2 separate regions of the Sus scrofa genome follow, and region 2 is linked to region 1. The links are chromatin contacts, called in public promoter capture Hi-C maps. All regions are on one chromosome and are shown on one strand. Each heading gives the region's core, a stretch centred on a gene start, on an enhancer-like site or on the middle of the called end of the contact. The rest is flanking DNA. Distances are from core to core; before and after follow the strand shown.

Region 1 (3,404 bases), core at 19-2,518:
CCTTATGCCAACTAGGAAAAAAGTGATCTTCTGGGTCCATGTTGTCCCATGCCAGGGTTCTAGGCCAAGTGGGTAGGATTTCAGTACCCAGGTATTCCTACAACTGGGTATACTAGATATTTAATCTTTTACGTTGCATCACTTCTGATAGACACTTGTTATAACTACTAAGTCAAATTTACAGAATTCAAGGACCTACCAAGAAGTCCAGTAATAGCCATTTTCCTGAGATATTTCTGTATTCAATAGAAAATGACTTATCCAAGGTTACCAAAAAACAAGTGTTAAAATTAGGTCAGTTTTGAAAATACTCAGACTTTCTTTAGTTCCTGGCCCTACAAAAAAAAAAAAAAAAAAAAAAAAAAAAAAAAAACAAAAACAAAAACAAACAAACCAAAAAAAAAAAAAAAAATTTACAAACCCTTAGTTCTTCTAATCTTAGGACTGGAAGAAAAACTGACCTCCCTCACTTCACCAAGAAGCAACTCTGTGCCCAAAGTCACAAAACTCATTCCTTTGCCCAGGTCAGATCCACTTTTACCCAAAAGATTAGCTAGACTTCTAGAACTCTTTTCCAGATTCCTTTAAAGAAATGCATTCACTTTGCTAGGGACTCTAGTTTCTTCTGTCAAACAATGAATGAACCCTTTCACCACAGGGTCCTATTTCACATAGGGAGGGAATGACCAGGAAGGGGGTTTCTCTATGAATGAGACCTAGCAACCTCTCTTTAAGAATGTATCAAATGAGTTCCCATTGTGGTGCAGCAGAAACGAACCCGCCTAGTAACTGCGAGGTTCAGGGTTCAATGCCTGGCCTCACTCAGTGGGATAAGGATCCGGCTTTGCCATGAGCTGTGGTGTAGGTCAGCAGACCCGCTCGGATCCTGCATTGCTGTGGCCCGCAGCTACAGCTCCAATTCAACCCCTAGCCTGGAAGCCTCCATATGCCTCAGGTGAGGCCCTAAAAAGCGAAAATATATATATGTGTGTGTCAAATGAAAGATAAAGTCCCACTGTCCTGCGACTAGTTTAGATCAAAAGCCGTTCGGTTTCCTCTGCCTGGGCTGTCTTTAATTTCTTTTTCTCTCCTTCACCACCTTCTGCCCGCCAAGCCATCTCAGAGTGGCTGTCGCTGTCCTTCCCAACTGGTTACCAATAAAGTTGTTACAAAGTGACCTTGAACGTCTTCCGGGCTCGCGGGATTCCCCGCCTTCTCCATCCGGGTGCCGGGGCGCGAATAAGAGCCGGACTGCGTCTGCGCGCCCAGCCCCACTTCTTCGACCTCTGCCGCAGCGGCCGCCGCCACCTCGCCGGAAGGTAAGCGGAGGGCTCGGGAGCCTGGCCTGGCTGGGGTGGAGCCGCGCCCAGGAGGGACCCATTCATTCTGCTGGATTCTGCTGGCGCCTCGCTGGGCGCGCGGCCCAAGCTGACCGCGTGCACGGGAACCCGCGGGACCTGGGTAGAAGGACAGGCCCTTGGAGAGCACTTGACCTTAAGCCTCTTTGCCCCCGCAGAGAGGAAGCGGGAGAGGAGCTTACATCGCCTGCCGCCCAAGTCTTCCAGCCGCGCCGCCCAGAAGAGTGCAAGATGTTCGCCTGCACCAAGCTCGCCTGCACCCCCGCTCTGGTGCGTAGCCCATGCCGGGCTGGGGACCGAGGGTCGAATGTCTTGGCCTGGGCGTCCACGTTGTCGAACGGGTCACCTCCGGGCAGGACACACCGCGCTCTCGGGATATCTCTCCCTCGCCCCTCAACCTCTGTGTCCTTTTTTTCTTTTCCTTCTTTTTCTGGGGCTTCTCACTCTCCTCCTCCCCTCCTACGGTATTGAAGAGCCACCGAGGCCTAGCTGTCAGGCCCCACTCGGCGTAGGTCAAACCCTCCTTCCCCCCTCGTCGTGGAGCGGCTCCCTCCCGCACCCCCTCCATCACCCTGTTGGGTCGGGGCCCGGTGGAGGTTGGGGTGCAGAGGGGGAAGGAGGGAGGCTGCCGGGGCCTAGTTCACCGCCGGCGCGCTCTCCATTGCAGATCTGTAGGTCAAATTCGCTGCTGCAGAGGGAGGGACTTTGCCTCTCCCCGTGTGGGCGGAGGCAGGTGGTGCAAGAGCCTGGAGTCTTTCTTCCTGCCTTTGGGATGTTATTTCCATAGTCGTTTTGCACGCCTTTGGTGGAGTGAAGATCTGAGGGATTTGCCTTAGAGAATCAGGTCTCGGTTCTGAAGGGATTTTCTGTGACCTTAGTTCAGTGGACACTCAAGGACGGAGAAGGTGGACTGGAATGTGTCCTTATGGTCAGAGTGTTTCGACGATTGTGTTTTTCCTAATATGGAATAGCTTAAACTGCTTTTTAATTTTGAGATTAATGGACATATAAGAATATCTTAGAAATAGTGGGAGCTCATATTAACTAATGGGCTGTTTTAAATGTCAAGCATTTATAGCACTGATGCCCGAACCTGTTGATCCACTTAAAATTACCGAAGAATGTGGGGCGTTTATTGCTGGGGTTTTTATCTGAATTGTGGTACTACAAGAATTGAAATTTTAAAAGCAATACTTATTCTTTTTAACTAGTTGTTCTTAGAGGTTTTGTTCAGAGTATTACAAATACATTATGAAGCAAGCTTTAAAATGCATTAGCAACTTTATCAAGATTCTTTCATAACCAGTGTAGCCAAATAAGAATCAATAGAGAAAAGTCATGATCTTTTTGATTCATTTTTGCTGCTTTCTTTTTCAGAGTTCATAGTGCAAGAAGGGGCCTTGAAGTCTTATCTGTATTCTTATTTAATACACAGAATCTTTTTTTCATTAACAGATCCGAGCTGGATCCAGAGTTGCATACAGACCAATTTCTGCATCAGTGTTATCTCGACCAGAGGCCAGGCCTGGAGAGGTAAAAGTAGTAATAATAGAAATTAAGTAACACTATCAAGTAAGCCTTAGGATTTTGATTAAAGGGGAAAACCTTCATTAATGAATGGTTTGAGCCAGTCCTTTCTACTCTTGAATGGAAAATATTTGCAGAGAATGAGCCAGTGAAAGAAACTTCTATATCCAAAACTTAACCACCCAACTCAGCTAAGAAATATAGTCAGTATGTATATATTTAAGTATATTGTTTTGCATTGCCTGTATTTAAGATTATGGTGGTAAGTTACTGAGAAGCTTACTCTCTTAAAAAGCATATGCACTGTTTCTTAATTTTTAAAAATCTTAACTCAGTGTAGGTATTGTTATTCCTATTTAAGATTGGACTTGTTCTAAGCCGTTGATTTTTCTGTTGTGTGACACCATCTCCTATGCAAACTCAGCTACAAAAGAGAAGTAGTTGTCATTTTGACAGTACCTAATAGCTAACTGTGATTACTGATTTGACCTTTGCCTTTATTTCCTGTTCTTTAGGGCT
Region 2 (3,496 bases), core at 899-3,398, 710 kb before region 1:
TATCTCTTGCAATTTTCATTTATCTAATGTGACTCACTTATTTGTTGGATTAGACCTTTTCAAATTCCTTTTCCCAGAATAGTTTCCTTGCTCATCTTCTTTGTTCTTTAGATTTCACTTCCTGAACCTATCCCAGAACTATTTAGGATTAATAGGGGATAACTCTACAATATTGGGACTCAGTTAAAGCATCACCTTCATTGGCTTTCCCACATCCCTTCTGGATGCGTATCATTAACATTAGCCTGTACTACAACATTTATTTACCTTATATTGCATTTTTTGTTTTCTTGCAGGTTTCTCTCAGTAGTGTCAGCTGCTTTAGGACAATTGTTTCATTTATCTCTGTATCCTTAGCATTTAACACAGGGTCTTATCCTCAATAAATATTTGGAATGACCCTTATGGTGCACATGCTTATTTCTGTTTCTAATGTCTCTTCTCACTGTATCTGACAAAGTCTTATCATTTAATATAAAGGAAGAAGTATTATAGTATTACCTTCAACAATATATTGTATAATTTTTCTACTTTTCAGTTGATTCAATTGAAAACTGACACCTTAAAAGGTTGTTGGGAGGACTAAGAGAGTTGATGATTCCATTATTTCTCCCCTTGTCAATCAAAACTTCTCATCTTCTAGATCAATTACCTAGGGAATTTTTGTCTCAGGAATAGGTTTTTTGGAATCTATTGCACCCAGCTAGCTCTTCTCCCCTTCTATTTTTGTCCCATTTACATTAGATCTTGACAGTTCAATTAAAACTACAAAACAAATTATTAGCGAGTAGAAAATAATTCCTTATTCTCTTAGGAAGAGATCATCCTGAGGTGGGGAGATGTATTTGCATAACTGCACAGGCCTTTTTTTAAACAAACAAAACTTTGAATTGCAAAGGATGAAAAACAAAATGGTTAAATTTTCATGCCAAAATAGATAAAATGTTTTCTTCTCATTTTCTTTTAGATTTGTAAAGTGACCCAGATTACACAAGAAGAAACTTTGGTTCCCTTCCCCTCACATTTACAAGGCTGGAACTAAAGATTTTAGCAGTTAAGGAACTCCACAGTGAGTCATCTGATAGCTTCCAGTATAATAAATTATTCTTACCAAGTAGATACTATGCTCACTTTCTTTTACTTAACCTGTTTGGTGTCAAGGTTTAAACATAGCATATTAAAATGATTATACTCTTTAAAAATAATGGACACTTTAAAAATTATTTTAAAATGTGTATGTAACTAAATAGAAAAATCCCATGAAAAATATCTGTACACAGGGGTTAAACATGACAAAAGCTTTTGCTGAAGTTTCTCTACGCCCACACAACTTAGTGCGGTTCAAGTACCATTTGTTATTTAGACCTGTCATTCCCAGTTGACTAGGAAATTTAATGCTTTTTAGCCACTGTTTTAAAACTGAGGCAAATAAAACCTGGGTGGTTTATTTGCGGGCCTAGTACCAGCACCTGTGACAGGAGTGTTCTTGGCTAAGAGTTTTAAGATAGAAAAATCAGCTTATGTTGTTATCCACAGGCTTTAAATCAATATCATTGTGCCTTTGACGCTAACCACACACTGGTGAGGTAAGCATCCAGTCACAAAAGACCCTTTTTGACGTCCAGAAGTCATAAAAGCCTCAAGCACTCCTGGAGTCTAGGCTGAATTTCTCCGCTGGCATGTTTGGGAACTGGTCTCTTCCAAGCTGTGTAGTATTAACTTGCTCTTCTGGCGGCTGGACGACAGCTGATTGGTGACTCTTCGGGGCGGACTCATCTCCACCCCCAAGCCCGCTCTTCTATCTCTCGGTCTAGGACCATCAGGACTAATTTTGGGGTTTTCTTTAGCCGGTGAGACTTGGCAGAACAGGCTGTAAAAGAAAACGAAGCAGAGGAGGAGCAAGAAGTAACCCCTTTGGTAAGAGTCATAATAAATGGCAATCCACCTCTGAGATGCGACGATGAGCACCCTACTTGGCCACGGAAACCACAGGGACAACTGCCCTGGGGCCAACTGTCCGCCGCGCCCCCAACTGCCCGCCCGGTCACGATCACGTGACGGGGGAGCGGCGCGCGCTGGCCGCGGCTCCGATTGGCCGGCGGCGGGAGCGCGGGGTTTGATGGGAAGGTGTTGGCCGGGCCTCCAGCTCTGTCAGGGGTGGCTGCTGCCTGCTCTGGAGGCGAGCTCCGTGGTGGCGGCCGAAGGTGGCAGAGGTGGACGCTAGCGCCGGGCTTTGCCCGCTTCTTGTTGAAGGTAGAGGGCTCAAAATGAAGGCCGGTGGGAGAGTTCGGCAGTGGGGAGGCGCTCTGAGCTTTTTCCTGGGAAATACTCTGCTGGTCCCCACGCTTGCTTCTCCCAGGCGCCTCCGCCCCACGCGGAGTGGCCTAGGAGCTCTGTGGCGGCGGCTAGTCGAACTCCTGCCCGGCTGCTCGTTCACCCAGTCTCGCCGCCGGATCCCCTTATTGTCCCAGCACAGTGGCAAGGGTGGCCCTGGAGTGCTGGAGACCCCTTTCTGTCTCCCAATGGGGAATTGGTTCCCCAGCCTTTTCTCGGAGATTTCGGGGTTGGGTGGGGCGGTGACTGGGACGAGCTGAGCATTGACTCTTTGGCCCACTTCTGTGTTTGAGAGAAAGGTCAGAAGGTTTTACACTAAGCTATTGCTTTGAGTGGGTTCTTACCCATGTGGTCTTTTTCTGAGTTGTGCGGCGGTGCCGAGAGTTGGAAAGATCGTGAGGGACCGAAAACTGTCAGTGTCATGCTGCTCGGCCCATCCTTGTGGGCGTGGATTGTGCGCTAGCTACTTAGAGAAGCCTCTGTACCTCTGTTGTCCTTATTTGAGCGACGGTGGGCGGTGTAAGGGGTGGAGGGAAGGGCGAGGTTTCGTGTGTGTCATGGACGAGGCAGAAGGGGAAGAACAAGAATTAAAACAACAGTAGTTTTAATTCTTGAACACTGCGTATGGGATTTGAGAGAGAGCTGGGATTAGCGAACTCAGTTTTGCTGATGGTGCTCTCACTGTACTAAGTAAAATCTGAGTCACAGAATTTTCCACGTTCCGCTTTTCCCAGTAGGCTTCTGTTTTGTGGCACCTAGTGTCGATTGTTTTCTCTTTTCCCTGTGGCCTGGGTGTCACCATTGGCAAAATTGTCGTCACAAAATTCAACAGCAGTTTGTATGGATGTGAGTAAGCTTGGTTTCAGGCATATGTTCAAACTGGCAGGGAATGCTAATCTCTTGTTCTCATCGACTCTCATATCTTCATTTTAGAACGAAGTCGATTTTGAACAATTTTCTCCTTTTTTTTGGAACACATTTTTTAAAAAACGAGTGACGCTTTTGAAATTAGAATTTCAAGTTTTCTCTGTCATCTACTGGGATCAGCCCAATGCTGTTAAAAACTTAGTGTTTATATATATTATTAACTTGAAAAAATGTAAGAAAAGGAAGAAATTATATGGCTTACTACAGGTATGATTTATTACAGAAATCTTTTAAT

What was found. Promoter capture Hi-C pulls out the DNA fragments that hold promoters and counts their contacts.
Region 2: a contact with region 1 is called in a promoter capture Hi-C map of fetal liver, with 4 times the contacts expected there. The contact joins the promoter of LNPK here to the promoter of ATP5G3 in region 1. A contact is called at or near these places in 2 of 5 promoter capture datasets (fetal liver and liver) and 1 of 2 datasets of contacts at active chromatin or transcription factors (alveolar macrophages).

Annotation. Positions count from the first base shown.
Region 1 is chr15:81,092,161-81,095,564 of Sscrofa11.1, reverse strand. ATP5G3 (ATP synthase, H+ transporting, mitochondrial Fo complex subunit C3 (subunit 9)) reads left to right here and starts at 1,268. Exons shown (of 5, transcript NM_001244862.1): 1 at 1,268-1,319; 2 at 1,517-1,628; 3 at 2,814-2,891; 4 at 3,401-3,404. The coding sequence starts at 1,590.
Region 2 is chr15:81,804,314-81,807,809 of Sscrofa11.1, reverse strand. LNPK (protein lunapark) reads left to right here and starts at 2,148. Exons shown (of 13, transcript NM_001244263.1): 1 at 2,148-2,253. LOC102158914 (a long non-coding RNA gene) reads right to left here and starts at 2,903. Exons shown (of 2, transcript XR_002339478.1): 1 at 2,679-2,903; 2 at 1,221-1,870.